Linked DNA regions of Zea mays: all the other regions are linked to region 1. Evidence: chromatin contacts called from public Hi-C data. All regions are on one chromosome and are shown on one strand. The core of a region is the stretch at or near the end of the contact, and the rest is flanking DNA. Distances in the headings are between cores, read along the strand shown. Region 1 holds the start of LOC103650575 (histone H3.2). Region 2 holds the start of LOC542159 (bifunctional polymyxin resistance arnA protein). Region 3 holds the start of eIF4E1 (eucaryotic initiation factor 6).

What was found. Hi-C and Micro-C count contacts between places; a contact is called where the count stands out from the background.
Region 2: a contact with region 1 is called in a Hi-C map of leaf, with 3 times the contacts expected there. The contact joins the promoter of LOC542159 here to the promoter of LOC103650575 in region 1. A contact is called at or near these places in 11 of 25 Hi-C or Micro-C datasets (bundle sheath, ear, endosperm and 5 more) and 1 of 3 datasets of contacts at active chromatin or transcription factors (leaf).
Region 3: a Hi-C map of bundle sheath shows a contact between it and region 1, with 2.7 times the contacts expected there. The contact joins the promoter of eIF4E1 here to the promoter of LOC103650575 in region 1. A contact is called at or near these places in 4 of 25 Hi-C or Micro-C datasets (bundle sheath, ear, endosperm and 1 more).

Annotation. Positions count from the first base shown.
Region 1 is chr3:133,837,153-133,839,889 of Zm-B73-REFERENCE-NAM-5.0, forward strand. LOC103650575 (histone H3.2) reads right to left here and starts at 1,262. Exons shown (of 1, transcript XM_020550309.2): 1 at 96-1,262. The coding sequence starts at 1,139. The coding sequence ends at 402.
Region 2 is chr3:133,968,200-133,970,899 of Zm-B73-REFERENCE-NAM-5.0, forward strand. It overlaps LOC542159 (bifunctional polymyxin resistance arnA protein), which reads right to left and starts at 1,253. Exons shown (of 9, transcript NM_001111781.2): 1 at 791-1,253; 2 at 551-643; 3 at 360-467. The coding sequence starts at 1,078.
Region 3 is chr3:134,030,407-134,033,106 of Zm-B73-REFERENCE-NAM-5.0, forward strand. It overlaps eIF4E1 (eucaryotic initiation factor 6), which reads left to right and starts at 1,444. Exons shown (of 5, transcript NM_001174185.1): 1 at 1,444-1,801. The coding sequence starts at 1,554. LOC109945285 (a long non-coding RNA gene) reads left to right here. Exons shown (of 2, transcript XR_002268413.2): 2 at 102-279.

The sequences.
Region 1 (2,737 bases), core at 12-2,511:
AAGGAGCAAGTCTTATAATTGTTACTGGTAGTAGTAATTAAGTGAACAGTATGTACCTAAAAAGTTAAAAATATGACTTGCTGAGAAACCAAGCAAAAACAAATTGAAGCAGATCGTGTAACAGATGTCGATGTCATTACAAGCAGGATTCAGAGAAAAACAAGACATGTGAAATCAATGCTAAACACCATGGGATTCCAGGACAAAGACAGAAAACATGTAGATAGAGCAGATCACATCCATTACATTTTTTTCAGAACTGCTAATCATAATCCTCCGTTAACATCAGCACATAGCAAGAAGCTACCTCTTGAAAACAACAACGCACACCTATAACACAACCATGACGTGCTAAACTAAGCACCTCCATCAGTAGCGAGCAGGCGCCGCAACCGAACCGCCTAGGCGCGCTCGCCGCGGATGCGGCGCGCGAGCTGGATGTCCTTGGGCATGATGGTGACGCGCTTGGCGTGGATGGCACAGAGGTTGGTGTCCTCGAAGAGGCCCACCAGGTAGGCCTCGGCGGCCTCCTGCAGCGCGGCGACGGCGGAGGACTGGAACCGGAGGTCCGTCTTGAAGTCCTGCGCGATCTCGCGGACCAGACGCTGGAACGGGAGCTTGCGGATCAGCAACTCCGTGCTCTTCTGGTACTTGCGGATCTCGCGCAGCGCGACGGTGCCCGGGCGGAAGCGGTGCGGCTTCTTCACGCCGCCCGTCGCCGGCGCCGACTTGCGCGCCGCCTTCGTCGCCAGCTGCTTCCGCGGCGCCTTGCCGCCCGTCGACTTGCGCGCCGTCTGCTTCGTGCGGGCCATCGGGGAAGGCTGGGGACAGGGAGGCCGAGGAGGCTTTGCTCTGTTCTGGGGTTCGGAGTTCGGACGGGGCGTGGGGCTCTGGCTTCGCGGTGGCCGGTGAGGAGTTGCGGGCAGGCGGGAAGGGGTTAAAGTAGGAGGCGGCGGGTGGATTTGGTGCTGCGCGCGCGGAGGGTTGGGAATTTGGCCGTGCGCGGGAGGAGGGAGGAGAAGGGAGGGTGGGATGCGCGCCGTTCGATTGCGTTTGAACGAAGGGTGGAGATTGGTTTTAGAGGGGTCACGCGGATACCGATCCGTGGGTGGTGAGCGCGGCCATTGGCGGAGCGCCATCTGGCAGCCACCTGAGGCCAATAGTCACACATACAGTACTGCCGCATCATAGTTTGTTTGGCGCTACGGGACATTCCTTTCCCTCCATGGAAGATGGAACGGCATTGCACTTGCGGTGCGGAAATCAACTTTTTATGGCTAGTTTGGAAGAAGGGGGTAGAGAGAAAATTAGAGGGCTAAGAGCATCTCCAAGAGACTAGCTAAATAGCTTGTCAAGGTAAATTTTTGCTACTTAACAGTAAAATAGTTCTCCAACAGACTAGCCATTTAACATGCCAAGCTATCCGGCTCTCTAAATTGATTCCTTCACTAGCCAAATTTGGCCAGCAACTCTCGCTAGCCAAGTTAATTTGTATGTTGAAGAGTCTGTTGGAATGTGATGTTATATATACAGTTTAATCTTTATGGAGAGACAAATAAAGAGTCAAATAGAGAGTAAAAAATAAAGAATCTCTTGGAGATGCTCTAACATCTTTTTTATTATCTTAATAGCAAAATATTTTGGCAGCTTAGGAAACGGAGAAATGTTGTGGTGTTCCGCGGGGAAAGATCACCACTTGCAACAACCATGCTGTTGTGCCGCTCTGAAGCTGAATTATGGAGATCCAGGCTACGACATGAGGACTACCAGATCGTGGCTGCCTGGTGTCGTGCTTTGTATGTAACATAGCGTAACCACATCGATGTAACCTAACCCCCCCTATGTACTAACAAAGGCGTTTTGGCCACAAAAAGTAATGCAATTCAGGTGGGGATCCTATCCCCCGGTGACATTCAAAAAAAATAGCAAAATATTTTGGTCCTTTCAATTCTCTCCATTTCTCGTCTCCCAAACTAGCCCTCCCCATACGAGACGGTGCTTTCTTGTTACATGTCTATTCCAACGCCGCCGCAGGAAAGAATAAAATTGAAACGGGGACGAACTTTTGTTTTGCGAGAGAAAACTAAAGTCATATGTTATGTAACCACTGACATGATTGATAATTTTCATGCAACTTCATGAAAGGTATGAAAGTTGTGTTTTTTAAGCACCCTATGAGGAGTTTCAAAAATTTTATGAAATTGGTCTTTAGTTTCAATTTTTTAAAAACTAGAGCGGCTAGACCTGTTTGGATGAAAGAAGTTGGAACGTACCTGGATCATATATTTCTCATCTCGTGACTCTACGCGCACAGAGCAAAGAGAGGGCAGGTGCCTCCGAAGCCCTTGCCGTTCGAGACCTTGCACGGGGGATTGAGATCTGGATCACCAGAGCGCATGGGAGGGTATGACCAGTTTATTTTCCTTACTGTTTTACGTTCTGCAGATTATATATGTTTCATATATTCATCTGTTCTATTTTATATGTAGCTGTTGGGACCATGCTTCGTCGCCGAAGGTCCTGTGGAAAGAAACAGTTTCGGCTGAAGCTGCTCGTACGTGATGCCGAATGTACCATTCATGAAGCTTCGGTATTACAGCATATCTGAAGATGAAGGGTCGAACCGACTTAAAGATAGAATGACCTTTTAGTCCATAAGGGTCTGAGCCATTGTTGTAAATTTTTATGAGGGGCATGATTGTAATTCCTCACAGGCTGTGTCCTGTGCCTATAAATA
Region 2 (2,700 bases), core at 3-2,502, 130 kb after region 1:
AATGGTATTGGACAACCAACTACAGAGATATAGGGAATAGCAACAGGAAAGACCAGAGCTATGCAGTCAAACCATACAAAGTAAGAGTATTCTATTCTGTTCCTGAAAAGTCAATGCATCCTAGCACAATCATCACAACAAGAATTGAGCATGGAAATACAAGAGAGCATGTCCCAGCGGCCACCGACAACGAGACAAGCCTCAACTAGAAAATCTATCCCCACCAAACACCAAAATCCAGCCCAACCTTGATACAACACCGTACGTGCTACGAGGACAGGATAATTTATCAAACCTGCAGCAGATCTCGAATCGTTTTATTTATTGGGCGAGCCAGCAAAAAGAAAACAATTAGGCACCTTGCGGAGCGGGTGGTCTTTGGGGAGGAAGCTGCCGATGGTCTTGCCGTAGACCTCGCAGGTGGAGAAGTGGATGAGACGCTTGCTGTTCTCGGAGCAGTACTTGACCTGGACAGGAGAGTGAGTGATGAGTGACATTGACATGTTCTGTCTTGTGTTTGTGTGATGATGCTGATAGTAGGTAATCGTACCACTGGGAGTGCGTCGATGAAGTTGCTGTAGATGGTGTCAAGTGGGCGAGTGTTGTAGTCGGCCGGCGTGCAGATCGCGGCCAGGTTTATGGTCTTGGCGCGCAGATCAGATCCAAGCAGCAGCAGCATGGCAGGAGAGGATGAGGAAATCCGTGAGTCAATTCGAAATGCATTCCAAGTAGTAGTAAGCAATCGAGAAAGAAAAAAGGAAGATAGGTGGAAGAATAGGCACTAACTGACCAGATCGGCCATCTTGATGAGCCCCTCTAGCCTGGAGTCGTTTTTTATGTTAAGGCGGTGGAATGAGATGCGCCCGGCGAGGTGCGGCGGCGCGGGGTCGACAAGGTGGCGGATCTTGTCGCAGTAGACGTCAACAGCGAGGACGGTGTGGTGCGTCTCGGCCATTAGCTTCTCGCAGAGGTGGGAGCCGATGAAGCCGCCGGCGCCGATCATGCAGATGGTGAGGGGAGCGATGGGGTTGCCATCCAGATCCAGGCGGGTGGCCGCCGGCGAGGGAGACGACGACATCCTCCTCCTTCCGTGACGCGGCGCGGTGGCGGTGGTACGGGGAATGCGCGTGGATCAGTGGATGTAGCTAGCTGGCTGGGTCCCTGGCGCAGTGCGTCGGGTCACGAGGCGATGTCGGTGGCGTGGCTTCGGAAGGGTGCTCCCTCTCTCTTCTGATGTGTCTGCCTATTTACGGTGGGACGGAGTGAGGGTGTAAAAATTCGATAGACTCCGTTTCAAGAATCAAGAGCAGCTCAAATAGTGATGTATAATTTCACTACCTAAATTCTAGATTTAGCAAATCTTTAAATGATATAGAAAGCAAAAAAAATCATCTTCTCCAATAATTATCTATATATTATTTTCTAAATATATTAAAACTTATCATGTCACTAGTTTTTGCTGGACAAGTCAATTTTTCTTTTTATTTTCGTCTCCCTTCCTCAACTCGATCTCAAAATTGTGGCCTTCCCAGCCTTTCGATTTTGTTGTTACAATTATTTATTCAGTTGTTCCTGACTTATGCATGTATAATTGTTGTATTATCAATTATTTAATCTCTAGCTTACTAGCTATTGCAATTATGCATCTTCCACTGCCGACGCATTGGCTATGTTAATCTATATTAACTGCAGAATAGGAAAAGTCGTTGAAATAAAAAAAATGCACCAGTTTTTATGTTTTGGGAGTTGGTAAATGGTTGCCAAATGTAGGAAGGAAATGAGATTAGATTAGAAGTGAATAAATTTAGGAAGTTCATTTAGAGAGCTGCTAGATAGGAGTTTTTAAGTTAACTACCTAAATTAATGATTTAGGTAGTCTCTTAGAGAACTACTATAGGGGGTGTTTGGTTTAGGGTTGCACGGTACTCCAAGTATAAGATACTGTTAAAACACAATACTCCCTCCTTCCAAGGCGTCTAAGATTCTCAATTTTTCCCATGAAACAAGGCGTGCAGTGGTTTTCTAGCTAATATGGACACTGTGCCCTTGCTCTGCATATGATTAGAGAGTAAATGACAGCGAAGAAGTTTATGGCAGTTTATTCCATATACGGTGGTTTTCTGGCTAATGTGGATCCACTACCGTCTATGCATACACACACAAGGCAAGGTAGAGATTCTAGGGATTTTTAATTCTATTCACATGCAAGACGTCTTCCTAGCCATACACTCCTAGTCTTGAAGCAGCAACCATCGAAGCAGCCATACGTCTAGTGAAAGCATCTAGGCCCCTGGTTGGTTTTAGTGATTAATGACAACGTAATATTATATGTGACTAACGTGTGTTTTGCAGAGACAAATGGTAAGTTAGGTCGCATGACAGGTAAAAGCACTACAATGTGAAAGCAATCCCGGAGATAAGAACTCGAAGCGACGGCTAAAACAACGGAACAAAAGGTGAAGGTCTACGGAGTCCGAGTGTCAAGGAGATGTGGACACTCGCGATTTAGTTAGGTCTTTTATTCTCTTTTAGCCGTACTATAAAGAGGGGTTGTCGATGAGTAGTTTGACCAAGAGAGTTCTAGTGTAGTGTTGGTGCACAATCACACTCATATACAGTGCTAGGTGTCACTCTAGAACTCACACACAAGTTAGAGCAAAAACCGATTTGAAAATAAGCTGAAAAACAAGAGTTAGGGTT
Region 3 (2,700 bases), core at 194-2,693, 190 kb after region 1:
GAACAGATTGTGCAATTTTCACAATTGCTTGTTACTAGAGCAGTAGAGTTGTCTCTTATGTACTTATCTAAAATGGTCATGGTTTCTATAAATCTTTATAGGTTGACTCAAAGATAAGGAGCATACTTCTCCATGATAGGATGAGGGACCTTGTGTTCGTCAAATTTAACTCAAAGTTGAAGCAAAAAAAAGAGAACAAATCAAGAGACCCAATTGAGAAGCAGGTTCCTGATATCCTAGAAGATAGTGGCAATGAGTGGATCACTAGAGTTGCATCAATTGAACAAGAACAAGCACAAAACACTGAATTTGTTGAAGCTACAAATGCACAAGGTCAGTCATCAAGGACAACAATAGAAACGGGAAAAAGGAAGAGAGAAATTCAGCCTAGAAGAAAGACAAGGACAAGGAAGCTCATTGATATTAATGAATGCAATGATGATGAACCTAAGCTTGCTTCATCCTCTGATTCAGAAGAAGATGATGCACATGTTGACATGGATCAAGAGTCCTCAAGTTCTCATTCTTCTGATTCGGATAACTCCGTGTTTGATGAATAGAATGCACTAGTAGTAGTTCACTTACACTATTGCACTAATAATAATTTTGTTATGTAATGGATGTCTGGATCATGGTATTATGTAGCTAACTTGCTACAATGCTACCTTGGTGAACTGATGAACTACTTGTTTGCTATTGTAGTAAGTAGTATTTTAAAAGTTGGAACTATTGAATTGTTTGCTGCTAAACTCTTTTGGCCTCTGTGTTGTTTGTTTAAGGCTTTACCGCTTTATTAAGCTGCTTTCCAGTCTACAGCTGCTCGCTGTTTGGTGTTTGCTAAGGTGTCACAATGTCAACTATTGATTGAATGCTGCATTGCTGCATATGCTACAATTGTTGGATGGTTGTACAACTCCAACTTTGACTGTGTTATTGTCAGTCTTATTGACTATGTCTGTGTTATTTTTTACAAATCCACTATTTGCTATAGCTACGCTATACCTGCGCTATAGCCTCGTAGCCTAAAAAAATGTTGCCGCTAGTTTGCATAGCCCGCTATTTTAAACCTTGCTTTGAGCTATGAGAAAACTGCCGCGAGCTGGTCGTTTTGGAAAAGCTAAAATATAATTCTATAAGAGCATGATAGCTTGTAATACGAATAATAGAAATATGGAAAGTCTAAGGTAAGGGGTGATTCTAAATTAGACTAGAGGAATTTATAGATTTTTAAGAATCTATTCTGCTGTTGTACCTATTTTGTTGAGATTCCAGTTTTTTGACAGTGAATCTAATCCTTTGAATATTTTTTTTCATAAATCTACAATTCGGACAGTGTTATAATGAATTTGACGAGAAGCTGGTCTATCCCAACCACCTACCATGGGCCTGGCCTGGCCTGGCCCATTTCTATGAGAAGAGAGGAGGAGAACTGAAGGGATCAAAGGGAAAGGAAACCTAGACAAGCGAGGCGGCGGCCCCGCGTTCTCCGTCTCCGTCTCCGTCTCCGTCCGCCCGGCGTAAAGAAAAGCCTCTCTCACCACAGCCGCCACGCCATGGCCGAGGAGACCGACACCAGGCCTGCCTCCGCGGGCTCCCGAGGCCGCCCCGCGCCCGAGGACGACGACAGGGAGGAGGGCGAGATCACCGACCTCGCCTGCGCTCCTTCCCCGCCCGCCACGCACCCGCTCGAGCACTCCTGGACCTTCTGGTTCGACAACCCGCAGAGCAAGTCCAAGCAGGCCGCCTGGGGGAGCTCCATCCGCCCCATACACACCTTCTCCACCGTCGAGGAATTCTGGGGGTGCGTTCATTCTCTTCAGATTCGCCCTCCCTCGTCCTTCTATCCTCTTCCCCTGATCGCATCCCACTGTTTCTCTTTTCCGTTACAAATCCTCCGACCGAGGGCCGCCGCATGCTCATGTAATTGGTAAATTAATTCGGTGACTAGTGCTAGCCACTTAGATGTTACGTAAATCTATATATGAGCCCAACCTGTCACCCTTCAGTTCACGGATCCGAGCCGAAACTCTTGACATATCCTAGCTGCTACTGTTGCCTTTTGATTGAGTACTCCTTCCGTCCAAAATGTAAGGGGTTTTGGCTCTCTTTTTCCCGTCTACATCCATATCCATGTTAATGAATCTAGACACATATTCAAACCACATACATGATATATAATATTTGGATCAGTAAAAGGTTAGAACTCCTTACAATTTGGGACCGTGGAGTAAATAAGAGTAAAGTTCACTTCTGATCCTTAAACTTTTCTGCTGTGTCAATTCTGTACATCAAATTTTAAAGTATGTCTCTTAAGAGCTCAATCTCTGTTTGAGTCTCTATTAAGTCCTAACAGGTTGCTGTGGCCCACATGCAGTCGTTGAGGAAGAAGAGAGAAGGGTGGATGGGGTGGGGGTCTAACAGACCACAACGACTGACATATAAGCCACGACAGCCCGTTAGGATGTAATCGAACAGAGATTAAGCCCTTAAAAGACATACTTTAAAAGTTTATGGATCAGATTGACACAGCCAGACAGATTTAAGGACCGGAAGTGCACTTTACTCGAGTAAATAATAAATTGAGCCTCCAACGTCACACAAAACCTTTTATTCTACATAGATTTGTGAACTCTTTGGAGGTTTCATTTAGGGCATGTACCCTGCATATTAATGCACCATGCCTTAAGATGTGTCAAAGAG